4 separate regions of the Mus musculus genome follow, and all the other regions are linked to region 1. Evidence: chromatin contacts called from public Hi-C and HiChIP or PLAC-seq data. All regions are on one chromosome and are shown on one strand. Each heading gives the region's core, a stretch centred on a gene start, on an enhancer-like site or on the middle of the called end of the contact. The rest is flanking DNA. Distances are from core to core; before and after follow the strand shown. Region 1 holds the start of Glul (glutamate-ammonia ligase (glutamine synthetase)). Region 2 holds the start of E330020D12Rik (Riken cDNA E330020D12 gene). Region 3 holds the start of Npl (N-acetylneuraminate pyruvate lyase). Region 4 holds the start of Dhx9 (DEAH (Asp-Glu-Ala-His) box polypeptide 9).

Region 1 (6,287 bases), core at 351-2,850:
GCTACAAATGCTAAGACAGAGCTTGTGTGGCTACTAATTTGGCTACTACTCAGAATGAACTTGGGTTTGCCCGACGTGAAGCCCCGCTGTTGAACAACCTCATGGTAAAACGCTTCACACAGTACTGACTAGGACACAGAATTTGCAAGGTGCCTTTCTGGTCCAAAGCCTATTCAAATCCCCACCTGTGGGGCATGCTGCTTCTGTGAGCCACTGTGTCAGACACACTCAGGGGAAATTGACAGAGGTTGACCTAACAGGCCGAGCTATGTGTGTGGGGTCACAGGCAACCTTTCTTTTTCATATTTGTGGTGCATACACAGAAGCAGAAGCACAAACTTCATCCCTTCCTCTTCCAAAGGCACTGAGAGCGTGGGTTTCTGGCATCTAGAGAGAAAACTTCATCTCGAATGCCAGAAGTCCTGAAAGATAAAGCCCAGCCATGAGGTGGATTTCATGTACTAGAAAGAGACTGCTCAGAGCATAGCATTAATAACAATATATGGGCCACGTCTATTTTTTTACAGGTAAATTCTGTGCACATTTTCAGCTTGTCTCACTACAGTATTCACACACTATCTCAGCCATCACTGCAGGGTTAAGAAAGGAAAGAGAAAACTCTCATTCCCTCTCCCCCAACACACACACACAGTTAAAAACAACTTGGGAAGCAAAGCCAGGGGTTCCCCCCACCCCTCTTGCTTTTTTGTTTGTTTTCTCTGTGAAACCCTGGTTGTCCTGGAATTCCCTCTGTAGAGAAGACTGGCCTCGAACTCAGGAGACCCACCCGCCTCTGCCTCCTGAGTGCTAGGATTAAAGGCGTGTGCCACCCCCGCTTTCCCTCCTGAGTGCTAGGATTAAAGGCATGTTGCCACCCTGCTTTCCCGGTCAACTGCTCTGAAAGTCCTTCCATCTGCTTTATTTTGCAGATCCAAGGAAAGGCTGAGAGACGGGAACACACACACACAAGGCAACATCAAATAGACTATGGACGTCCAGAATCCTCTTTATAGAAACATCACACTTGTGTTTAAACCGTGAAATCACAGTCTGACCACTTCCCCCAAATCCACTCAGGAAACCAGGAAGATAGGGTCCTCCAGGTTCTGGGAATCGTGTTTCTCTCTCTCTCTCCCCGCGCCTGATCAGGGCTCCCTGCCTCTCCCCAGCCCAACCCGTCCCCAGGCTCGCTCAACAAACAAAGGGTAAAATTCTCTTCTGGGGTTCTGGATTTTCAGTGACAGATCTCCTCGAAAACCTCTGTACCGTTAAGGAAGCAAAGAGCCGAGGCCAAATGACTCTGAGGAAGCCTCAGCCTGGGTCCGAGGGTCCAGAGGTCGCTTAAGAACGCAAGCTGCAAATGCATCCTGCACCTTCGGCCCTGGCCCTCCTCCAGCCGCCGCTGCCTCCCCTCCCCCACTCCCCTTTCTCTTTCTTTCTTCTGGGTCTCGCTCGCCCCACCCTGAGGCTCCCGCACAGTTCCTCGGCCAATGGCCTCAGGGCCCCGGCGCGCAGCAGCTGATGGGCGCGGGTTTCCTGGCCTAGGTCAGCCAATCAAGGCGACTGGGGGCGGGCACAAGCTGTCAATAAAAAGTACCGAGCAGCCAGCGACCCTGCAGAGCGGAGAATGGGAGTAGAGCAGAGTGTCTGAACAGCACGCTCACCCATCTCCTCTCCGCCTCGCTCTCCTGACCTGTTCACCCATCCATCATCCGGCCGGCCACCGCTCTGGTAAGCGCACGGAGGGTCCAGGAATGTACGGCCGCCCGGGCTGTGGGGTCGCACTCTACTTCCCAGCTCCAGTCAGCTGCTGTACGGAGCGGGATGCAGCGCTCGTGCCTCCCGCGTGTTTGCAGCGTGCGGCCCGGGCCGGCTCTGCTTGGTGTTCCTAGGACGCGCTGTGAGCCAAGCTCCGGGAAGGGCGGGGTTGCGGGTTGTTTTGATCTGTTCTATACTTGCGGCCGGAGGCGCCGCCCCGGGAGGCAGGCGCCGTTGGCTGGGGTTCACGCTGAGATGGGGGCTTTCCGGTGGTCCCAGCGGGAGAGGGTTCTTGCCTTAGGTGGGCGCAGGCGCCTTGATCCTCTCTTCCTGGCGGCGCATTTGGGGGGCGTCGTCACGCTGTGGGTGGTCTGGTTGAGGATGGTGGTCCTAAGCGTTGATGGCACCACTCCCCAGCTCCCAACGCCGTGTCCTAGGCCTTTACCATATGACCGAACAATGGAGAGCCGGAGCCCCGGAGTGGCCGGCGGGCTCCGCAGTGGAGAGGCCGCGCCAAGCGGAGGCAGCAGCGGCGCGCTGTGCCTCCCGCGGTCGCCCCACTCTCGCCACCCGGCCTCTACCCTCGCCGGGGTATGGCCCCCTGGGAGAGGCCTTGAGATCTACGCGGGCCCGAGGGTCGCGGCACCGACTTTCCGGACATTTTAGTGGGAAGGCTGCTTTCAAAGTGGATTGCCCCAACTCCTCCGGGGGCGGGAAGCGGGGATCCTCCCCCAGCCGCAAATACTCAAAGAAACCAACCATTGAAGACGTAGAAGATGGAGATTCTCGGTCCTCAGAGTCCCCTTCTAATACTTTAGGCTTCGTTGCCTACTCTGTGAACTCCGGGGAGAAGTCGAGGGTTAAGATTAAATCGCACCCGTCTTATTCCAGCACCTCCCCCTCCGAACGGTCTGGGTCCCCCACTCCATCGCCCTCGCCCAAAAAGCTCCGTTGCTTAGACCAGCGAGAAATCGAGAACGAGGAGAGGCATGAACACTGCTCTAAAAAGAGGAGGTCTAGAGAGTACAACCCCAGTGCATTTGATTCTCATTGGCTGGGGTGAGTAAAAGTCAGGGCGAAGGACCCCGGGTGCATCTGGCAACCCGCAGAAACTACTCAGAATTTTAAGAACCCATTCCACTTTGCACTACAGGGACACCAGTTGGTGCTATCTATGTACACTAGGCTGCTGGCACCCAGCTGGTCTCAGGGAACCAGGGCCAGAGGAGGAACTCAGGTTCCCCTAACAGTTCATTAATGCTGGATGTGTGTGTGTGGGGGGCGGGGGGCACGGCAGAGGAGGAAAGCTGATGAGTGGTGTAAATTGAAGCCATCTAGAATTACAATCCGGGCCTCTAAGTGGTGTAGGCAGAGGCTTTGGTTCTGCATCGGACTTGACAGCAGAGGCTCATCTGTTCCCCGGGGGAAGGGTGAGGCTTTTGGAGGGAGAGGCAGTTGTTTTCACTTGGGCAAACATGGACGGTTGCCCATAGAAACTTTGCCACTGTACTTCAGAAAGTTGCCCAAGTCATTGGAGGAGAACAATATGTTCCCTCTCCAGCTATCCGGGGAGATTAGGGAGGGAGGGGGGCATTTCCTCTTGTGTTTTGAGGCTGGTTTTTTGTAGCCTCACATTCATCGAAGATCTTGCCCCGACTCCTGTGGCTTGTAAACTTAGAAGTGGGATTTTTCTACGTACCAGAAAATATTATCCGGTGGGATCGTCAAATACTGTTAATTTTCACATTGAAATCTGTCTCTGGAGTAAGGCTTTTCACCACAGTAATGAAGTCAGCAGTTGAGGCCTGGTGTGGAGGGGGCATACCTTTAATCCCAGCTCTCAGGAGGCAGAGACTGGTAGATCCTCTGATTTTGAGGAAAGCTTGGTGTAAATAATGAGTAAGTAATTACTAGGACAGAGAGAGGGCTTGTTGAGATTTCTCTGTCTCAAAAAAAAAAAAAAAAAACCAAAAAACCAGTCAGCAGTGTGCTCCTTGGAGTATGGCTTTACTTTTTACCACCTTAGTGGTGGCAGATAATACAGGTCCTTTCTTTCTCCCAGGAATATGTTAGCCTTTAAAGTCTTACAGCTAGCCCTAGTATTTCATTGTGTAATCTAAAGATGGTGGTGGCATACACCTTTAATTCTAGCGTTCAGGATGCTGAGAGGGGCAGATCTAATTTGATTCTGAGGCTAGCCTGGTCGGCATAAGTTCCAGGGCTCCACAATGAGACTTTGTCTCAAATAAGTAGATAGTCTAAATGTAGGTATGTAGGGATTACAATGGGTTGTGTGTCCCTTAAGGTTGTTCCAAGAGCTGAGCGGTGGTGGCACATGCCTTTATTTAATCCCAGCACTTGGGAGGCAGAGGCAGGTGGATTTCTGAGTTCAAGGCCAGCCTGGTCTACAAAGTGAGCTCCAGGACAACCAGGGCCATTCAGAGAAACCCTGTCTCCAAAAAAAAAAAAAAAGGCTGTTCCAAAGAGTGGAAGACAAAGCAAGACTCAACAGTCAATTAGTCAAGTCTTTCTGTGGCAATAAGGTAGTTCTGTTGGTAGAATAAGATATTCTGTTAATGAACGTCTTGATATTTGTTCTCTCCTGCTAACATTTCTCAAGTTTAACGGTTATTAAAATCCCTTAACTAGTCCCCCTGAGGGGGCATGGTCCTTGTCTAATATAAAACTTTAAACCCCTTGAAAGCAGAGTGAATAATGCACCTTTGTGTGTGTCCAGTCCCAGAGGAGCGAGATCACCACGCACGCCAGCCTGATTCCCTTGCCGTCCCCTACAGTGGATCCCTTTGAATTCGATATTAATAAAATGCGATTTCTGTCTCTCTCCAGAACACCTTCCACCATGGCCACCTCAGCAAGTTCCCACTTGAACAAAGGCATCAAGCAAATGTACATGTCCCTGCCCCAGGGTGAGAAAGTCCAAGCCATGTATATCTGGGTTGATGGTACCGGAGAAGGACTGCGCTGCAAGACCCGTACCCTGGACTGTGAGCCCAAGTGTGTGGAAGGTGAGTGCCGGGGCGGAGTGTGCGCACGCCTGGGAGTGTACGCACAGCCTCGGATCCACCTTCCTTCTGTTTGGTTTGCAAGGCTTTTCAGACCTTAGTCAGTCACCCGTAAGTAAGCTGCTGCATAGTCTGGAGGCGCAGCAACAATGGAAGCCTTTCTTTAGATGGACTCTGGCGTGTGCTGGTACATTGAAGAAAAATACTGGGTCACGTTTGTGGGGGATGGGAGGCTGCTGTGTGCTAACCTGGCCAACCCCAGGAACCTAGTTTGAGAGGACTGGTGTAACTGGAATATGCTATCTAGTTTATAGAACAGTCGGTCTCAACCCTTCCTAATGCTTCCACCATTTAATAAGGCTAGTGTTGTGGCAACCACCAACCATAAAATGGTTTTTGCCGCTACTTTATAATTGTATATACTTCTAAGTTTATTTTAGTTGTAGCCTGTGTTTCTCAGCATAGACCAAGTAAGCCATAGCTGCTCAGGAGAGGGGTGGCCCCCTCACCATCTACCTGGCTTAGGATGGGTTACTCTTCCAAGGATGTTTCTGTTTGAGTGAACGAGTGACCAGATAACAGAGCATGGATTGTATACTTGGTACTTGGCAGAGTGTGGGTAGGTTCTTCAGTCTCTGCTTTCTGAGAACTCAGAGGTAACTGGAGAGTCAAACCCGACCACTAAGACAGTAGGGAAAAGACCAAGCAAGCGGTGGGGAAGCAACTGTTTATATACAAGCATAACTTGAAGTACAACAGTTGGACCTGTGGGGAATGGGAGAAGGGAGATGATGATGGCCTAGAGGAGGAGGTGGGGTTTTTTTGTTTGTTTTGGGTTTTGTCCTGTGTGTGTCTGACACACTGGAAGTGATACCAGAGTACACAGGAGACTTGCACAGAGAGGACTGGTTTTCTGCTCAGGTGGCTCTTGGGATGCAGTGCTCTGGGGACTCTCAGGTCAGGAGAAACTGGGATAGGTGACAGCGATAGGTGACGTCAGGTTATCCCTGATGTAGATGCAGTCACATGCACCTCACTCCTCATAAAGACAAAGTGGTGGTGAGCAACGAAAGGATGAGTAAGAGGCTGACCGTCTTCTTAGCGTGTGCACTAAAAACTTTTAAAACTGTATGTATATGGGTGTGTATGTGCGCGCGCGCACGCGCGCTCCATGTGCTCAGTGCCAGCAGAAATCAAAGAGTGAGGACCGCAGGAACTGAAGTTACAGACAGTTGTGGGCTTTCATGTGATTGAGAGCTCTTGTTGCTCTCACCGATCTGGGTTCAGTTAACAACACCCACATAGTGGCTCACAACCATCTGTAACTCTCAATTCCGGGAGATCCAACCCTCCTCGTCTGGCTTCTTCCTGCAGGCTCAAATAACACGTTTAAAGTTAATTTAATTTTCTATCTTTGTCTTGCCCAGAGTTACCTGAGTGGAACTTTGATGGCTCTAGTACCTTTCAGTCTGAAGGCTCCAACAGCGACATGTACCTCCATCCTGT
Region 2 (6,822 bases), core at 297-2,796, 490 kb before region 1:
TTATGTATGTATTTACTTATTTACTTCTTTATTTATTATATGTATATATGAGTACACTGTAGCTGTACTGATGGTTGTGAGCCATCATGTGGTTGCTGGGAATTTGAATTCAGGGACCCACTCTACAGTCTGCCCCGCTTGCTCTGGCCTAAAGATTTACTTATTATTTTATCTGAGCACACTGTAGCTGACTTCAGACGCACCACAAGAGAGTGTCAGATCTTATTATGGATGGTTGTGAGCCACACTGTGGCTACTGGAATTTGGAGTTTGAACTCAGGACCTTCAGAAGAGCAGTCAGTGCTCTTAACTGCCGAGCCTTCTCTTCAGCCCATATCAGAGTTTTTATAGTCATGTGACATCCAACTTTCTGTTTTGCAAATAATGCACAAAATGCCAAGATGAAACCAACTAAAGACTGAAACAGAGCTCCCAGTCTGAATTTCAGTGCACATGTACAGACATGAACACTGTCTGCATATAGTGTGTCTTCCTGCATGCCTGCTGCATTGCTGAAGGGTCTTATTCACAGTGAGAACTGCTGTACCCAATGGATACAATGAGCACTGTGTACAAAAGGGTGGTCAACTGATCCACCAGAACAAAGACCCAGCTTTCCTTCCTCGCCTCTGCCAGGGTGGCACAGTAAGAAATGAATTTCCCAAAGCCTCAATTCCCTCAATAGAGTAGCTATTGCTATTTCCAAGTGCTCTGACTGCCCAGAACAAGTGTCAGTGTATCCGTGAGAGCAGCTCATGCCGTTCTCTGTCTGTGAGAACAGCCACCCACTCAGTCCCCTTCCCCTTCTCAGCGGCCTGTATTTACCACCAGAGTAGATGACAACAGAGACTGCATTTACTATCATTTATTTTTTATTTTTTAAAGATTAATTTATTTAATAAATGTGAGTGCATTCTCGCTGTTGCTGTCTGCAGACACACCAGAAGATGTTATCAGACGCCGTTACAGATGGTTGTGAGCCACCATGTGGTTGCTGGGATTTGCACTCATGATGTCTGGAACTGCAGTCCGTGCTCTTAATCGCTGAGCCATCTCCCCAGGCCCCAATATATTTTATTGTTTTTATTTTATGCACATTGGTATGGTTTCGTCTTCACATACGTCTGGGTTAGGCTGTCAGATCTTAGAGTTTTAGACAATTGTTAACACACACTTGTAACAGATATTGAAATATGCGGTAATTGAAGATAAATCTTCAAATGAAAAGATGCAGATATTGAAATATGCGGTAATTGAAGATAAATCTTCAAATGAAAAGATGCAGATATTGAAATATGCGGTAATTGAAGATAAATCTTCAAATGAAAAGATGAAAGAAATCCATAAGTATTCTTCCCAAATCATCATTGTAAAACACAGAAAAATGCCAGGAAGCTGCACTATAAGGACACTATATAGAAACATCTTGTAAATGCCAGAGGCACTTGTTGCGCTCACCTCGTCCAGCAAGAAAAACGCAACACGGTCCGATTCTTCTCAACAGCCTTCTTTATCTCAGGAACACCTCGATGCTGCTACGGGAACTCCGGAAACCCAGGGAGGACAGCTTATATACACCCCAGCACTGGGGAGAGCTATGTGTCCTCCTGGGATTGGTCAGTCTGCTGCCCCTTTGATTTGTATGCACCCGCTCGGGAGGGGTTGGCGCCAGATTTGGGCTAGCACCTGCGCAGTGGCATTGTTTATGGCGACAGTGTACAGGAGGCCGGCGCCATCTTTTAGGCGCCCGGCTGCCTACAGGCACTGACAAATGCTTACTTGACTTATCCTCTGGGCTCTGGGCCAGTCGAAATGAGCCTCCCTGTGTGGAGTTTTGTGGTGGCTGTCCGGAGTGTGTCTCCTCTTGTCTCTCTAACTCCAAGTCCCAGCCCACGTGAACTCACTTCTGCTTTTATAACACTCGACTGAGTATGACTATCCTGTAGCCAGTCACTGTCAATCATTTTGGTAAATACATCTCTTTTCATAGCATAACAACCTCGTTCCATTTCCTTTTGTAAAACACCTTCGCCGTTTCTGGTACATACTCAAAAGCTTACAACTGTATTTCAGCCCTACTCAAAAACCTACCACATTTCATTTCCAATACTCAGCACTCCCAATGTTCATCAGAGTTTGTCTGTGCCTTTCCAGTCTCCTAGCAACAATCCCTAGAGATAAGGAAGGTTCTGGAGCAGGGATGAGTTTGAGAGCGATAGGTTTTGTTTGTTTGTTTTATGACATTTATTTATTTATTCATTTATTTATATAGCTCGGGTCTGTTTATATAACCCTGGCTCTTCCGGAACTTGCTATGTAGTCCAAGCTGGCCTTGAATTCAGAGATCCACCTGACTCTGCCTCTCAAGTGCTGGGATTGATGAGATGTCCCACTATGCCTGGCCTAAAATAATTTTATTCATGTTGTCTATGTGTAGATACGCTCTCCTTAGCACACAAGTGTCTGTCAGAGGATCATTTTCAGTTCCCTTTCTACCACGTGACCCTCAAAGATCACAAGCAGGCCCTCTGGCTGGGTGTGGCCAGTAACTTTACCAACTGCGGTATAGCAATGGTCCCTACATCTATCCTGCCCCCTGCCCCCAAGATACACTGCTCTCCTCTCAATCCATGTTTTTCTCTTCTTGTTTTATAAATATGTGCCAAGCAACCCATGCATTTTCACATACAATTCGATACCTAAGCAACCAAGTCATAAGCTAATGTCACCTTTAGAAAGATTTGCATTTGGGGGTGGGGGGTGGGGTTCAAGACAGTGTTTCTCTGCATAGCTCTGGCTGTCCTGGAACTCACTTTGTAGACCAGGCTGGCCTCGAACACAGAAATCCGCCTGCCTCTGCCTTCCAAGTGCTGGGATTAAAGGCATGTGCCACCATGTCCGGCTCAAGATTTGCCTTTGTTTGGAAATAATAGCAGACCACATTGCTGTCTAAAAATAACTCGGTTTCTCTCACTGATATATTTGACCCTTCTGAAAAAAGAAAATAAGCTCTCTCCTTTACTCTTTTAACATGGGAAGACATTTGTTTGTTTGTTTGTTTGTTTTTCCCGTCTGTGAAGTTGTTTTCCAGATATGTAGCTATTTAGCTCTGTTTTTCAGTATAGGGAGTTCTTGGAAGTGGACTTTTAAAGAGGCAATTCCAAGAATTCTATCTCCAGCTTGCTTGTGTGTGTCTCCTCTTGCTTCTCTAACTCCCCAGCCGCAGCCCTCATGAACTTACTTCTGCTTTTATAACACTCCACTGAGTATCCTGTAGCCAAATGCAGTCAGTGTCAATCTCTTTGGTAAAGAGAACACTTTTCTTACCATAACGTCCACATTCCATTTCCTCTTGTAACACATGTCGTTTTTGGTACATTTTCCAACCCTTACAAATGTCCTTTCTGGTACCACTCAAAAACCTAACAAATTTCATTTCCGGTACATACTCAAAAAAGCTTTCACAAAATGACTGTCTGGTGTTGTTTTTTTAAGAATTATTCTTTCATATTAATTGTATGTAAGTCTGTGTGTCCTTTGGAGGCCCAAAGAGGTCATCGGATCCCCTGGAGCCAGAGTTACAGACAGTTGTGAGATGTGGGGGTTGGCAACAAAACTTGGGTCCCCTGCAAGAACAATACTTACAAGAACCCTACAGTGATTTAATCTAAACAAAATCTCCTGGAGCTGGAAGGATGGTTCAGAGGTTAAGGGCACTTATAGCTCTTGCACAAGAGCCAAGTTTGCTTCTCAGCTCCACTGGCACATGGCAGCCCACAACCACACATAACTCTACTTCCAGGGCATCTGAAGTCCTCTTTATACATAGATACTCAGGCTAACACACACACACACACACACACACACACACACACACACACACACACACACACACACACACTAAATCCTTTGAAATGTTTAAAAGCAGGGCTGGTGAGATGGCTCAGTGGGTAAGAGCACCGAGTGCTCTTGTGAAGGTCCAGAGTTCAAATCCCAGCAACGACATGGTGGCTCACAACCATCTGTCACGAGATCTGACACCCTCTTCTGCTGTGTCTGAAGACAGCTACAGTGTACTTACATGGAATAAATAAATAAGTCTTTTTTTAAAAAAGCAAATGAAGAAACAAAATCTAGTACTTATTCTTCAGGTTCTCTGGGTAAGTATGAATAAAATATTGCCTTAAAGTTACCAGATATTCCAAATCCTAGGGACTGGAGAAATAGATCAGCAGTTAAAGAATCTGCTGTGTAATCTTGAGTGCCAGCATTTAGATCCCCAGAGCCCAAGGGAAATGCCAGGTGGGTAAGGTGGCACACCTACAGTTCCAGCTCTCGGAAGGAGGAGACAGGGGATCCTGGGGACACGTTGGCTATCTAGACTTCCATCCTGGTGAGCTTAGGTTCAGGGGAGAACCCGTATCTCAAAGAATAGCATAGACAGCAATGGACGAGGAGCCCTGACATCAGCCTTAGTCTTCAGGGCACTCACACTCACGGACACACATGCCAGTGCACACACACACACACATGCATGCATGTCCCACATCCATTAATAAGATGAGAAATGCCTATTTAGGATCCATAGTCTACATCTATAGCATATAGTGACAGCAAGTGTTGATGTGAAATGAAAGCTATTATTGTATTTCTTAAAGATTTATTGATTTATGTATGTATTTACTTATTTACTTCTTTATTTATTATATGTATATATGAGTACACTGTAGCTGTACTGATGGTTGTGAGCCATCATGTGGTTGCTGGGAATTTGAATTCAGGGTTTCTGCTTGCTCCAGTCGGCCCCACTCTACAGTCTGCCCCGCTTGCTCTGGCCTAAAGATTTACTTATTATTTTATCTGAGCACACTGTAGCTGACTTCAGACGCACCACAAGAGAGTGTCAGATCTTATTATGGATGGTTGTGAGCCACACTGTGGCTACTGGAATTTGGAGTTTGAACTCAGGACCTTCAGAAGAGCAGTCAGTGCTCTTAACTGCCGAGCCTTCTCTTCAGCCCATATCAGAGTTTTTATAGTCATGTGACATCCAACTTTCTGTTTTGCAAATAATGCACAAAATGCCAAGATGAAACCAACTAAAGACTGAAACAGAGCTCCCAGTCTGAATTTCAGTGCACATGTACAGACATGAACACTGTCTGCATATAGTGTGTCTTCCTGCATGCCTGCTGCATTGCTGAAGGGTCTTATTCACAGTGAGAACTGCTGTACCCAATGGATACAATGAGCACTGTGTACAAAAGGGTGGTCAACTGATCCATCAGAACAAAGACCCAGCTTTCCTTCCTCGCCTCTGCCAGGGTGGCACAGTAAGAAATGAATTTCCCAAAGCCTCAATTCCCTCAATAGAGTAGCTATTGCTATTTCCAAGGGCTCTGACTGCCCAGAACAAGTGTCAGTGTATCCGTGAGAGTAGCTCATGCCGTTCTCTGTGAGAACAGCCACCCACTCAGTCCCCTTCCCTTCTCAGCGGCCTGTATTTACCACCAGAGTAGAAGACAACAGAGACTGCATTTACTATCATTTACTTTTGATTTTTAAAGATTAATTTATTTAATATATGTGAGTACACTCTTGCTGTTGCTGTCTGCAGACACACCAGAAGATGTTATCAGATGCCGTTGCAGATGGTTGTGAGCCACCATGTGGTTGCTGGGATTTGCACTCATGATCTCTGGAACTGCAGTCCGTGCTCTTAATCTCTGATCCATATCCCAGGCCCCAATATATTTTATGCACATTGGTATGGTTTCGTCTTCACATAAGTCTGGGTTACGTTGTCAGATCTTAGAGTTTTAGAAAGATTTGCTTTTTTTTTTTTTTTTTTTTTTTGGATTGGTTTGGTTTAGTTTTTCTAGACAGGGTTTCCCTGTTTAGCTCTGGCTGTCTTGGAACTCAATTTGTAGACCAGGCTGGCCTCGAACACAGAAATCTCCCTGCCTCATGAACTTACTTCTGCTTTTATAACATTCCACTGAGTATCCTGTAGCCAAATGCAGTCAGTGTCAATCTCTTTGGTAAAGAGAACACATTTCTTGCCATAATGTCTTCATTCCATTTCCACTTGTAACACGTGTCATTTTTGGTACATACTCCAACCCTTACAAATGTCCTTTCTGGTACCACTCAAAAACCTAACACATTTCATTTCTGGTACATACTCAAAAAAGCTTTCACAAAACGACTGCCTGGTGTTGTTTTTTAAGAATAATTCTTTCACATTAGTTGTATGTAAGTCTGTGTGTCCTTTGGAGGCCCAAAGAGGTCATCAGATCCCCTGGAGCCAGAGTTATAGACAGTTGTGAGATGTGGGGGTTGGCAACAAAACTTGGGTCCCCTGCAAGAACAATACTTACAGGAACCCTGCAGTGATTTAATCTAAAACAAAATCTCCTGGAGCTGAAAGGATGCCTCAGTGGTCAAGGGCACTTATAGCTCTTGCACAAGAGCCAAGTTTGCTTCTCAGCTCCACCTGGGAAATGCTTACCTATCTTCTGTTTTGCCTTAAGCCGGCTGTCACTCAGTGTCAGTGTCTGTTTTCTTTTTAAAGAAAAAAAAGAAAGATACAGAAGAGCTGTGTTCTCTTTGACTTCAGATTTGAAAGATCAGAAGGCTAGCTTTGGCCTCATGATGAGCCAGAAAGAAGTTTTGACAGGAATCTTTTTCTGATAGAAAATGGAGTGTAACTGTTACATAAAATCTTAAGAAATTTGTTCATCATGAGTCAACCTGTAGAGTCAACGCAGAGGCCCCCTCCCTGCAGATGCTCTAACCCCCCCCCCCAAACAACAATAGCAC
Region 3 (6,252 bases), core at 1,758-4,257, 350 kb before region 1:
ATGAACTTGGTCAACTAAGCTACACCCCAGTTAACATCTGGTTTTCTTTCTTTCTTTTCTCCTTTATTTTATTTTATTTTTTTGATTTATTTATTATATGTATATGGCTACACTGTAGCTATCTTCAGACACACCAGAAGAGGGCATCAGATCCCATTACAGATGGTTGTGAGCCACCATGTGGTTTCTGGGAATTGAACTCAGGACCTCTGGAAGAGCAGACAGTGCTCTTAACCTCTGAGCCATCGGTCCAGCCCAACACCCGCTTTTCAGCTCATGTGTAATGACTACATAGGTGACTGAATGAAACATTCGGACTGAAGCTGATGGCCAATTCCCTGACAGATACGCCCTGTTGGCACAGGGAGCATTATTTCTTTTTTTCTTTCTTTCTTTTTTTGCTTTTTCGAGACAGGGTTTCTCTGTATAGTTCTGGCTGTCCTGGAACTCACTTCTGTAAACCAGGCTGTCCTTGAACTCAGAAATCCGCCTGCCTCTACCTCCCAAGTGCTGGGATTAAAGGCATGCGCCACCACTGCCCAGCTGGGAGCGTCATTTCATTCCCTCATGTGGGACTGATGGTGCTTTCCACCGGGCAGAGTGAACCTGACCGTCCTAACGTGGAAGACCCAATACACAGTTCCCATAGAGAGGAAACGAGCATTCTAGGAGAGAGCCTGGATCAGCAGGCAGGTGGAAATGCCCACTACAGGTCTCCATCTGTCATCCCTACAGCGATCTTAAACCAAGATACCTAAAGTGAACTACCACCTTAGCCCTCAAGTCCTCTCCTTTCCTTACAGGGTAGCCCTAGAGTCGGACTGCATCTTGGCTCCACCATTTCTCTCCTGTAGCGAGGATACCACTCACAGTGTTTACAGGGTCAAATGAATGAACTGACACAGTGCGCTTGATGGCTGTGCCGGACGCATGCGCTGTGCTCTCTGTGAAGTTCTGTCATTAATGGGAACAGTCATTTGTGCTGCTGCCTCCTCCCCAACACTCAGCACTTTTGCCCACTGAGGTCCCAAGTCACATAAACTCTGTTATCTCCTTACCTGGAACTTCCTCCTTCCCCTCTCCTTCCGGTCTCATGACAAACCCCGTGCTACCTTTTATCTGGGTCAGTAATCATCGACCCAGGTCCAAGAAGGTTAAAATGATAAGAAGCTGAGTGCTTGAAGCAATCAGCATTAAGCATCCTACCAATGGTCAGCTCTGGCTACACAGACTCCCATCTTCTTGTGCTTCGGGCTGCATTTATTTCATATTTGATAAGAACATCTTTAAGTTCTGATCGGGAAGCCTTATACATCTTTGAAAGCTATTAAATGAATCACCACTTAGATGCAGTTTGAGCTAAAAACATAGGGCCTGTGAGAGAAAAGGAGGGGGGCTGGCAGTCACTGTAACACCCCCAGAACACCCACATTTCTAATCTTGTCTCTATCCTAGTCAGATGACATCAACTTCCTGGCCTGCTGGGAAGGTTTCTTTATGCCTCCAGGGTTTCTCTGTCTAGCCTTGGCTGTCCTGGAACTCACTCTGTAGACCAGGCTGGCCTCGAACTCAGAAATTCGCCTGCCTCTGCCTCCCGAGTGCTGGGATTATAGGCATGCGCCACCACTGCCCAGCTGGGAAGGTTTCTTTATGCCTACAGTGTACCAGCTCCACTGTTCAAAAACATTCCCGAGGCCACTGCCTGTTTCCCCCGTGGCTTATCTTTGCTTCAGAGCATCTGTCTCCCACTTCAATCCCTTCAGTGTAGCTCACTTTTCAAACTCACTCTAAGAGTCAAGGAATTGCTATGCATCTGAAGACCAGCATCTGGGAGGTGGAGGCAGGAGGGTTGGGAGTTCAAACCCATCTGTGGCTGACCACAGGCTGACAGCGGAGACCAGCCTGAGTTACTTAAGACCCAGTTTCAAGGACATCAAAACAAGCCGGGCATGGTGGCGCACGCCTTTAATCCCAGCACTCGGGAGGCAGAGGCAGGTGGATTTCTGAGTTCGAGGCCAGCCTGGTCTACAGAGTGAATTCCAGGATAGCCAGGGCTATACAGAGAAACCCTGTCTCGAAAAACAAACAAACAAAATCATCAAAACAACAAAACCCAGAGGATTCAGCAGAGCATGGCAACACACATCTTTGATCCCAACATTAGATCCGTGAGCAAGGCCAGCCTGGTCTACTTGTAGTTTCAGGACAGCCAGGGCTACATCATAGAGATACCTAGTCACAGAAAAGAGAAGAGAAAAGAGGATTTCTTGATCCTCCAAATAGGAAATTGTTTAACTTCAGATTTCCTCCTGAACTGTTACTTTTCATTAAAAATCCCAGCGTTATAAGCAGGATAGAAGCTCATTTCTGTTCAACACTGCAAGCCCCTTGGAGGCAGGAGGCTCAGAGTCTGCGGCCAGTTTGAGATACAAGATCAACTTGGGAATATTATGCTTTGAAATATTTCATATTTGAATTAAGAGCAAATAATCACAGTGCTCTCGCACCCATGACTTAAAGTGAGCTTGGGATGTTCTTGTTGAAACGCCGGGGAGAGGGTAGATCCCTGGAGACCTCATCCATGTGAAGGAATGCCAAATTACAGACAAAAGTTGGCTTAAATTTAAAACCGCCAAGTTTTAAAAGGGAGGAGGGGGAAGTGATGTAGTTCCGAACAAGGAGAATGACTTGAGAAATACTTGGCAAACTAGAAATGAGATATTGAAAAAACACAAAACATGAAATACAAGCAACCTCTTCTATAAGAGATAGGTGTATTAGAGCTAACGGCTAAATTCCCTTCTGCTCAAAGGCTTAAGAGACCGATTCTGACAAGGGTTCCCGGAGGCCAGGCTACGCGGGTCTGCAAAGAATCCCCGAGTGTCACTGGCCCCAGGCGGCAGGGTCGCCCTCAGTCCCAAAGCTACCCTGCCCAGCGTACCTGACTTCACTCCTCTGCTCGGTGGCGCCGCGCTCACCTAGGCTGCTGTGCACTGGAGACGCGATCTCCTCTGAGCAGCGCGGTTGCGCTTTTAACTCAGGGGCTGCGGGACCACGTGGGGCCGCGCGGGGAGCCTGGGGGTTGTAGTTCCACGTCGGGCCGGGGAGCTGCTTCACCGGCTGGAATCCCGAGACTGCACTAGTTGCTCCTTCTTGGGTGTGGCCACAGCCTATTTTGTGAAAGACTCGTAGCTCCTGCACCTCTTGGATACCCACTGTCCTTATTATTCTGAGTCCGGGAGTTCTCCTCCTGTTCAAGTCCTGCAAGTGCCAAGTCTTGTTTGCATTGGATGTGAGATGTTGTGATACAGTGGTGGCTGCCTAGCAGCCACTTGGCTCTCTAGACTGACACTACTGCTCCAGTCCTGCCCATTGCCTTGTAGGAAAAGGGAGAAGTGAGAAGATTTTAAGAGTGGATTACAGGCCACAGGTGGTTGTGCGCTCCTTTAATCCCAGCACTTGGGAGGCAGAGACAGGAGGATTTCTGGGTTCAAGGCCAGCCTGGTCTACAGAGTGAGTTCAGGACAGCCAGGGCTATACAGAAAAACCAAAACCAAAAAACAAAACAAAACAAACAAACAAAAAACAAAAGAAAAAAGAAGCTGGGCAGTGGTGGCGCACACCTTTAATCCCAGCACTCGGGAGGTGGAGGCAGAGGCAGGTGGATTTCTGAGTTCGAGGCCAGCCTGGTCTACAGAGTGAGTTCCAGGACAGCCAGGCTACACAGAGAAACCATGTCTAGGGAAAAAAAAAAAAAAAAAAAAAAGAAAGAAAGAAAGAAAGAAAAAGAAAAGAAAGACTTTTGAAAGTGAAACAAGTATTTTTCTTTTTTGAGAGTGATCCATATTAATTTATTGGCATAGTCAATTTATCAACAAGATGGGTGGGTAGTCTGTCCCCAGGAGGTGAGGTTGATTTCCATCTGCCAGAAGAGGTGCCCACACCCTTCATTCACCTTGAAGACTCAGCACTTCAGGCTTCAGTCAGGTTCTCACAGTCTTATCGGTCTTATCAGTCTTATCCTGGAATTAAAGGCGTACACCACCATGCCTGGCTTGATGCTTATTATTTTATTTAGGGAAAATATGTTTTCTTTCTAGCTTGCAAAGTGCTCTGGACTCCATTGTGGTTGTTTGTATGCCTGTGTGCATCTCTTTCGTTCTCTCTCTCCCTCTCCCCCCCCCCCCCCGTTTTAATTTTAAAAGTTTAAACTTTATTTTATTTTGTGGGTATAGTTATCTCTGTACACAACATGCATGCAGTGCCCATAGAGGCCAGAAGAGGGCACTAGGTACCCTGGTACTGGAGTTACAGACAGTTGTAAGTTACCCTGTGAATGTTGGGAATGGAAATATCCACTCACAAAGAGAGTCATGAAGCCTGAGCTACACAGTGAGACCCATCAAAAAGGGGTGGGGTCGGGAGAGGAGGGCTCTTAATGTATAAGGCTGTGTTCTCACTAGTTTTAGGTTAACTTGACACACAAAACTAGTGTTATCTGAAAGGAGATAACCCCCCCCCCCCAAATGCCATTGGGGATGTATTAAGAGAATGATCCTGGTACAGCCACTGTGGAAATCATTATGGTAGTTCCTCAGTAAACTAAATACAGAATACCACACAGGTGTGGAACTGCATGTCTGTAATCCCAGTGATTGGTAGGGAGAAGTAGGAACATGAGTTTGAGGCCAGCCTAGGTTATGTAAGACCTGGTTGCATTCCCCCTGAAAAGCAAACAAACAAAACCTACCATGTGATTCAATTGTACCATTCATGGGAATGTACCAGAGAGACATATATACTCACATACTCACAGGACTGCTCAGCAATTCATGATAGCCAAGCTATGGAAACAGTCTAGACAGGTGAATGGGGGGAAAGTGATGCCTTTATTCAGCCACAAAGAAGGATGAGATTATGGCATTTATGGGAAAATGGGTAGAACTGGAGATCATCAGGTTAAAAGAAATAAACCAGATTCACAAAGACACATTTCCTTTAATGTGCAGAATCTGTCTGTCTATCTATCTATCTATCTATCTATCTATCTATCTATCTATCTATCTATCTATCTATCTATCTATCTATCTTTCTATGTACCCATCTAATGTATGTATGTATGTATGTATGTATGTATGTATGTATGTATCCATCTATCTATCCATGTACCTATCTATGTATCTATATATGTATGTATGTATCTATTTATCTATTTTTCTATGTATCTATCTATATATCTGTGTATGTATATATGTATGTATGTATGTATGTATCTATCTATCTATCTATCTGCATTCTAATACACACACATGTATATACATGCCTTTCTATGACATGGAAGTGGAGGGGGATTATGGAGGGGAAGGAAGGGGTTCAAAGGGAGTGGGAGGAGAAGGGAGCAAGAGAAAGTAAGGAGGGAGGACAAAGGAAAATATCCTTCACATGAGGAATTGAGATCTAATAGTATAAGGGGACTATCTGAGAGGAGAGGGACCAGTGGGGTGGGGGTTAAAGTAATATGTGTGTGGGGAATTATCAACAAAGTATAATGTTGCATATGCATGAAAATGTTACCTTTAATCCCAGCACTTGGGAGACAGGGGCAGGCAGATTTCTGAGTTTGAGACTAGCCTGGCCTACAGAGTGAGTTCCAGGACAGCCAGGGCTACACAGAGGAGAAATCCTGTCTTGAAAAACAAAACAAAACAAAAACAAACAAACAAACAAACAAACAAACAAACAAGTCTATGAAAATGTCATGATGGAATCCATTGTTTTGTGTGTTGTCTTTGTTGTTGTTGTTGTTGTTATTTGTTTATTTTGTTTTTGGACACAGGGTCTCTATGTAGTTCAGGCTGCCCTGGAACTCTTTAGCTAGACCAAGCTAGCCTTGAACTGAGACATCCTCTTGCCGCTGCTTCCCTAGTGCTGGGACTAAAAGCATGCACCATCATGCCCAGCTATGTGCTGCCTTAGTGAGGGGTTCCATTGCTGGGATAAAATACTATGACCAAAAGCGACTTGGGGACGAAAGGCTTTCTTTGGCTTACATATCTCAGCTCACATCCCATTGGGGGAAGCCAAAGTAGAAACTCAAGGCAGGCACCTGGAGGCAGGAACTTGCTGGCGACAGCATACTATGACAGGGACTGCCTGCAGTAGGCTGGAATGGAGACATCTCAGTAGCCCAAGGCAGCTCTTTGTTAAAAATAGTTGTTTCCATTTCTCCCAATCTTAACCCTGGACAATGGC
Region 4 (6,873 bases), core at 90-2,589, 410 kb before region 1:
ATCCCAGCACTTGGTAGGCAGTGGCAGGCGGATTTGAGTTCGAGGCCAGCCTGGTCTACAGAGTGAGTTCCAGGATAGCTGGAGCTATACAGAGGAAACCCTATCTCGAAAAACCAAAAAAACAAACAAAAACCCCACAACTTCTTTTACAGACCTAGAACTTATCCTCTTGTCGAGAGCCTAGATGGATGCCAAATTTTCCATCATGTCACATCTGCCCTGCTGTTTTGGCTCCAGAAATGCCTCCACTATTACTCGTTTGTTTTTCTACAGCTCCTCTCTCACTTGCCACCACTACCTGATACGTATACACGTATACTCGTATACACACACATATCGGAATAAATCAAATTTTGTTTTATGAGACAAGATTTCTATGTGTAGTAGCCCCGGACTCAAGAGATCGAACAATACCTTCCACCACCAAACCCCAGTGCTGGAATGAAAGGCTAGAGTCATGGCTCCCAATTTTGTGTTTTCATTCTTGCCACCCGGAAACAAATTCTTTCATCTCTTTTCGCACCCTCAGGTCACGTGGCCGGCCCTCCCTTCCTCCAGGAAGGTCTGGCCTTAGGCGTAACTGATCTCTCATTGCCCTTTGGAGCGGATACACTGTGCACCTCAAAGCCAGACTCAGGCTCGTGCACCCCTCAGACTGAGGCGCCCTCCCTTTCGACCGTTATCTACAGCGGGGCTATCCCGTTGCGCGGTGTAATTCCGCCATCACTTACTAAATCATGCATTCATTTTCCTACCACCTGCTCCTCATCCCGCCCCACCCAGCCATGCCCCGTCACCAGTGCGGAGCGGGAGGACCTGCAGCGAAGCCCCGGACCCCAAAGCGGGCACCCCCACGGGGCCCGGGTGTCCCGGATTAGAACCGCGGACGACCCCCCACCACCACGCGCCGGGTGGCGTCGAGCCGCTACCCCTACACGCAACTGATTACAGACACCCGCCGCCCGTCAGGCCGAGTGAGGAAGAGGCCTCCGAGAGCGGCCAGTCTGTGCAAGGAACCCCAGGGCCTAGGGCCACGGGAGCTCCGCTGCGCGAGGCGCCCACGGCCCGTAAATCCGGGTACCCGCCGCGCTGCCCCTCCCCCACACGCTCGCCCGCCCGCGCCTCACAACAAAGCCACGGCTGAGCCGCGGAGGCCGGCGTCGGCCCGCAGCAATGAGCCCGCGTCCGGGGCCGCAACGCCCCCTTTCTTACCCTCCTCCGCTTTTCCGTGCCCGAGAGCACAGCCTTCTTAGGCGAGTTCGCAGCGCCAACCTTCCACGAGAACGGCGAAAGAACACACCTCACCCGCATGGAAGCAGCGGCGAAATGGCTCCGACTGCAGGACCCAGGGGGCGGAGTCGGCGACTCGCGCCTGCGCGGTAGGCCAACTCCGGAGCCAGCACGCCCCGAGGGGGCGGGGCTTGAACCACTTCCGGGCGCCAAACCTGAGGTCGCGCGAGATCTGCTGGCCTAGGCCCATAATTTCCTGTCAGTCGCTAACCAGCTTGGTTTCTGGAAGTTATGTCTCCTTGCCTTTGTCTTTGTAGAGCAAGCTAGCCCACCACTTAACGCAGTCCACTTGCCTCCACCTCTGAAGGCAAAATTTAGAGACATGCCACCATGGATCTCCTTTTTGATAGTTTATCTTACGTAAGGGCAGTGTTACAGGATTAATCCTTTCAGAGTTTATCAGAATAGCCACTTTAAAATATGCCAAAGCAATGTATTTATGGGTGCTGTATGTTAAAATACAAGGACTGAAGTATTTCTGCTTCATCAAAATGCTGCAGGCAGCCGGGCAGTAGTGGCGCATGCCTTTAATCCCAGCACTTGGGAGGCAGAGGCAGGCAGATTTCTGAGTTCGAGGCCAGCCTGGTCTACAAAGTGAGTTCCAGGACAGCCAAGCCTACACAGAGAAACCCTGTCTCGAAAAACCAAAAGAAAAAGAAAAAAGAAAAGAAATAAAATGCTGCAGGCAGTGTGTAGCATGGTGGCACTTGCCTCCAGTCACAGCACCCAGGAAACAGAGACTGACAGACCTCCGTAAGTTCAAAACAGTCTGGTCTATGTTTAAGGAAGGCCAGGGCAACATAATGAGATCCTGTCTAAACAGCAAAGGAACAAAAACCTTAGAAGTTAAAAGCACTTGTTGCTCTTGTGGAAGGCTTGGATTCAGTTCTCAATCACACAGTGGCTCACACACAACCATAACCTCCATTCCAGGGGACCCAGCAGGTACAACCATGGTGCACTGACCTACAGGCCATAAGACATAAAGTAAAATGAATCTAAGACAAGAAAGAGAGCCCTGGCTTATTGGTTTATTGCCAGGGGTGGTGGTATATGCCATTAATCCCATTGTAGTAAAACCCATTACCCCACCAAAAAGAAAACCCTAGCTCAAGACACAACTTCTCCACTTACCTTTTGGCTGGGGAGAGGGACGAGGGACTCTTTTTTTTTTTTTTTTTTTTTTTCCAAGACAGGGTTTCTTTGTGTAGCCCTGGCTATCCTGGATTTGTAAACCAGGCTGTCCTGGGACTCACAGAGATCTGTCTGCCTCTGCCCCACCCCTCACCCCTCAGGCTGGGATTAAAGGCATGCTCCCAATTATCTCAAAATCCTGTGTTTTGTTTAGCTTCAAGTGAGAAGACTCTTGAGTTTAATACTTGTTTTGAGGGGTGTTGTATTTTTGAAGTACTGAAGAGTAACTCAAGGTTACCCTACTACTAAGCTACACTCAAGCCCAGCATCCCCAACCTAGTTGTCTGTTTGTTGTTGTTTTGTGAAAACTAGCATGCCTCAAGCCCCGATTTGATCTCCACCCATGCGAACAGAATTATGGAAACTTCCAAAGGAGAACGGTGTTTAAAACTCCTCAGGCCAGAGGGTGAGTGCAGCCCTCTGCTGGTCGGCTTGCCTAGTGTGCAGAGACAAGGGAGTCAGCGCAGAACACACAGACTGACAGAAATTTCACTTCTGCTACTTTCACCAACCCTTTCTCTATTTTAAGGACCTGCCTCCTTCACACGGTGTTCTAAATTCTACAGGGCCCCTGTGGGGTGGCTTCTTCCTCTCTGCTCATGTGACTTTGTCTGAAAATAAAAATGCAGATCTTGACCCCGGGTGATCCAGCTTCCAAACTTTCCAAAGCCCGCAGAGAAAAAAAGACTTGGCCCATTGAGAGGATCTTCTTTTTTTATTTTTATTTTTTAAAGATTTATTTTATTATTATATCTAAGTACACACTGTTACACTGTTGCTGTCTTCAGATGCACCAGAAGGAAGCCTCAGATCTCATTACAGATGGTTGTGAGCCACCATGTGGTTGCTGGTATTTGAACACATGACTTATGGAAGAGTAGTCAGTGTTCTTAACCACTGAGCCATCTCTCCAGCCCGAGAGGATTTTCTACCCATTGTCTCACTGTGACCTTCCCGCCCTTGAACTTACCCCAAGAAAAAGATTTGAGACAAAAAAAAAAAAAAAAAAAAAATCCCCAGAGACAGCAGGATATCTATTTCCTCCCCCTAATTTCTGTCTCTTGGGATATTTGGTAGAAAGGAGAGCAGTATGAACCTTGATTCCAGGAAGAGAACTGAAGAAAAAAAAAGAGCTGGGCTCAGTGGAGAGAGTGCTGCTTGGAGTCCCTGACATCCTGAGTTCCAGCTCTAATATCATAAGAAACTGAACATGGCACCTAAGGTTTGTAATCTCTGCAGTCAGGATCCAGAACCAAGGGGATCAGGATTCAAGGTCAGCGTCTTCAATAAGCAGGTTTGAGGCCATCCTTGTGACACGGTGCCAGACCTTTGAAGCACAACTGACTCCAAGATGTAAGCACTGTTCATTGTACCATCCAGGCTGTAAACTCAGTGTGGAGACAGCACCGCCTGCCAAAACTAAAAGTCTCCATCCATCAAAGTCCACAGTTATGGAAAACTTACTAACTGTGCTAATTTCTCCCGTGGTTCTGCTTCTGTGGACCTGCTCTTTTAAGTGAAGGATATCAACCCAGGACTTGATTTTTTTTTTCTTGGTGTTTTTGAGACAGGGTTTCTCTGTGTAGTCCTGGCTGTCCTGGAACTCACTTTGTAGACCAGGCTGGCCTCGAACTCAGAAATCTGCCTGCCTCTGCCTCCGGAGTGCTGGGATTAAAGGCGTGGGCCACCACGCCCCGCTAGGACTTGATTTTTATGTTTCAAAGCTCACCTGAGAAAGGCAAAGGGCTACACTGGAATCCCAAACACCAGAGTAGTCACCACCCAGCTAATAAAGACTTTCTATTGGCTTAAACCCACGTCAGAGCAGTCTTCTCTGTTGAGCCCCTCAACAGTCCTGAGACACTAAGACCCTTCCACAAAGCAAAGCAAAACAAAACAAACCCAGAAAATTAAAAAAGGTGAGGTTTAGCCGGGTGTGGTGGCGCACACCTTTGATCCCAGCACTTCGGAGGCAGAGGCAGGTGGATTTCTGAGTTCGAGGCCAGCCTGGTCTACAAAGTGGGTTCCAGGACAGCCAGGGCTACACAGAGAAACCCTGTCTCGGAAAAAAAACAAAACCAAAAACCAAAAACCAAAACAAGCTGGGTGGTGGTGGCACACTCCTTTAATTTCAGCACTTGGGAGGCAGAGGCAGGCGATTTCTGAGTTCGAGCCCAGCCTGGTCTACAGAGTGAGTTCCAGGACAGCCAGGGCTATACAGAGAAACACTGTCTCGGGGGAAAAAAAAAAGGTGAGGTTTCTAAGAGAGTAAAGGGTCTTTGCTAACAAGCCTGGGAATCTGAGTTTGATCCCCAGGACCCACATGGTGAAATCAAAGAATCTAGTCCCTCTAGTTGTCCTCTGACCTCCACACAGGTCATGTTGTTGTGCTTCACACACACACACACACACACACACACACACACACCACTCACACACATGCATTTAATGTAAATATATAATTGAATGCAAGCTGTGAAATATTAAGGTAGATACAACATTTTAAAGGTAATCAATGAGACTAGAGTTGTAGCTCACTGGTAAGGATTGGGTTTAGCATCTCACTGGTAAGGATTGGGCTTAGCATGCGTATAGCCCTGACTTTAACCTCCAGCACATCCATACTGCGGGAAAAGCCAAGCCCAGTACAGCAAGCCTATAATCCCAGCTGTATGGGAGACAGACTCAGGAGGACCACAGGTTAAGGCCTGCTTGGGCTACAGAATGAATGTGCTCAAAGCCAACCAGGGCAACTTGTTCTGAGACTCCATCTCAAAATAAAATGGGGGTTGGGGGGTGTTGAGAGCCCAGCAGGAGAGCAACTGGTTAGCATGTATGAAGCCCTGTGTTCAATCCTCTATATTTAAGAGATAGATGAGAGAGAGAGAGAGAGAGAGAGAGAGAGAGAGAGAGAGAGAGAGAGAGAGACTGGACTACTGATTACTGTTAAGTTATAGATCTTCTTTGTCTGCTCTCCTTCCCATCCCCCCAATACCCCCCCAGGTAAATTCTCCTATTTTCCTCTCCCTCTCTTCCCTTATCCCCTTGTGCCACAACCTTGAGGCTCTCACAGAATTTTCTCACTCCCCCTTGCAGCTAGCTCAGCTCTCCCACTGATAGCAAGGCCTGAGACAACTTTGAGTTGTAACTTTCTTCTCCAGTCTGGGGCCTTCCTCCTCCACTTCAGGCCCATGTAGGCTAGGTCACAAGTAACTTTTTCTCCCCCACCTCACCCCTTCAGAAAACCTCTGAGAACACTTTGTCCTCTGGTTTGAGGATACTTCCTCCTTTCACAGCATTCTATTGTTGCATACAGTTTGCTTGCTCTCTCCTAATGCTCTCCCACTTCAGGGCCGCATCTGTGCATAGTTCTGCTACAAGCTTCAGGCTGCCAATGCTGAAAACAGAGATTGTAGAGTGAGCACAAAGATTGTGTGTGTGTGTGTGTGTGTGTGTGTGTGTGTGTGTGGTGTAAAATATAATTTTAAGCCAGGGGTTTATCATGTAGTTATAGTTATGTTGGAACTCATTATGTAGATTCAAATTCATAGAGATCCTCCTGCCTCTGTCGCCTCAGTGCTGGGATTAAAGGCATGTATGTTGTACCAGCCCTGGCCTAAAAGGGAATTTCATGTCTTAATATGAACCTGCAGTAATTTCTAAAAGAGATGTAGCTCAATTAGTAGTGTGAGCCTAGCATCGTGGCACAGGCCTATAATCCCAGCCTGAGGAAACAGAAGATCAGAAGTTCGAGGTCACCCTCAGATATTTAGGGTGCTCAAGGCCAGCCTAACTTCATGAGACTGTGTCACAAAAGAGAGTTGGTGCGGAGGTAAATGCCTGCCATCTGATCTTTAGGAGGCTATTCAAGCAGGAGTTCAAGGTCAACCTAGGTGACATGAGATTCTGTCTCATAAATAAATAAGATGACACATTAGGAGGCCTATGTAAGCACTTAGTACAAAATGGTTGTTCTGTAGATGCTTTTTTAGAGTGATTGTGAAAGCCAACACTGGAAATAGGCTCTGTGACCACAGTGATTGATATGTTGTTGGCTGGGCTAAAGTCTCTTACCAGAACCCACACTATCTGCATACTGGAAGTTCTCAGTAACTTAGCTTAATGTGTAAATAAAGTAGGAAATGATGTTTTATTGGATAAACTGTTTCCCCCAAATTAGAATATATTGTCTTTCTTCCTCCTCTTCTTTTTCATTTTTTGGGTTTGTTTTTGTTTTTTAAGGCAGGAATTTTTTTGGGGGGAGGTTCTCTGTATAGCCCTGGCTATCCTAGAACTCACTTTGTAGACCAGGCTGGCCTTGAACTCAGAAATCCGCCTGCCTCTGTCTCCTGAGTGCTGTGATTAAAGGCCGGCAATGGTTTTTGTTTT

What was found. Hi-C and Micro-C count contacts between places; a contact is called where the count stands out from the background. HiChIP or PLAC-seq counts read pairs in DNA pulled down with a chosen protein or histone mark.
Region 2: a contact with region 1 is called in an H3K4me3 HiChIP or PLAC-seq map of bone marrow-derived macrophages, with 5 times the contacts expected there. The contact joins the promoter of E330020D12Rik here to the promoter of Glul in region 1. A contact is called at or near these places in 1 of 484 Hi-C or Micro-C datasets (the G1E-ER4 cell line) and 1 of 115 datasets of contacts at active chromatin or transcription factors (bone marrow-derived macrophages).
Region 3: a contact with region 1 is called in a Hi-C map of nephron progenitors, with 4 times the contacts expected there. The contact joins the promoter of Npl here to the promoter of Glul in region 1. A contact is called at or near these places in 8 of 39 promoter capture datasets (3T3-L1-derived adipocytes, the C10 cell line, the HPC-7 cell line and 4 more), 5 of 484 Hi-C or Micro-C datasets (LSK cells, bone marrow-derived macrophages, embryonic stem cells and 2 more), 8 of 115 datasets of contacts at active chromatin or transcription factors (astrocytes, bone marrow-derived macrophages, embryonic basal ganglia and 5 more) and 2 of 9 other capture datasets (adipose tissue and embryonic stem cells).
Region 4: an H3K4me3 HiChIP or PLAC-seq map of embryonic stem cells shows a contact between it and region 1, with 12 read pairs. The contact joins the promoter of Dhx9 here to the promoter of Glul in region 1. A contact is called at or near these places in 1 of 39 promoter capture datasets (erythroid cells), 7 of 484 Hi-C or Micro-C datasets (CD4 T cells, the G1E-ER4 cell line, hematopoietic stem and progenitor cells and 3 more) and 3 of 115 datasets of contacts at active chromatin or transcription factors (embryonic stem cells, extraembryonic endoderm stem cells and memory CD8 T cells).

What each region holds. Positions count from the first base shown.
Region 1 is chr1:153,898,329-153,904,615 of GRCm38.p6, forward strand. It overlaps Glul (glutamate-ammonia ligase (glutamine synthetase)), which reads left to right and starts at 1,601. Exons shown (of 7, transcript NM_008131.4): 1 at 1,601-1,731; 2 at 4,606-4,784; 3 at 6,209-6,287. The coding sequence starts at 4,619. It overlaps Gm38440 (a long non-coding RNA gene), which reads right to left and starts at 1,448. Exons shown (of 2, transcript XR_387481.3): 1 at 1,267-1,448; 2 at 1-422. Mir8114 (microRNA 8114) reads left to right here and starts at 1,598; the gene lies at 1,598-1,708.
Region 2 is chr1:153,412,687-153,419,508 of GRCm38.p6, forward strand. E330020D12Rik (Riken cDNA E330020D12 gene) reads right to left here and starts at 1,547. Exons shown (of 4, transcript NR_033736.1): 1 at 1,459-1,547.
Region 3 is chr1:153,546,707-153,552,958 of GRCm38.p6, forward strand. It overlaps Npl (N-acetylneuraminate pyruvate lyase), which reads right to left and starts at 3,008. Exons shown (of 12, transcript NM_028749.1): 1 at 2,942-3,008.
Region 4 is chr1:153,486,321-153,493,193 of GRCm38.p6, forward strand. It overlaps Dhx9 (DEAH (Asp-Glu-Ala-His) box polypeptide 9), which reads right to left and starts at 1,340. Exons shown (of 28, transcript NM_007842.2): 1 at 1,213-1,340.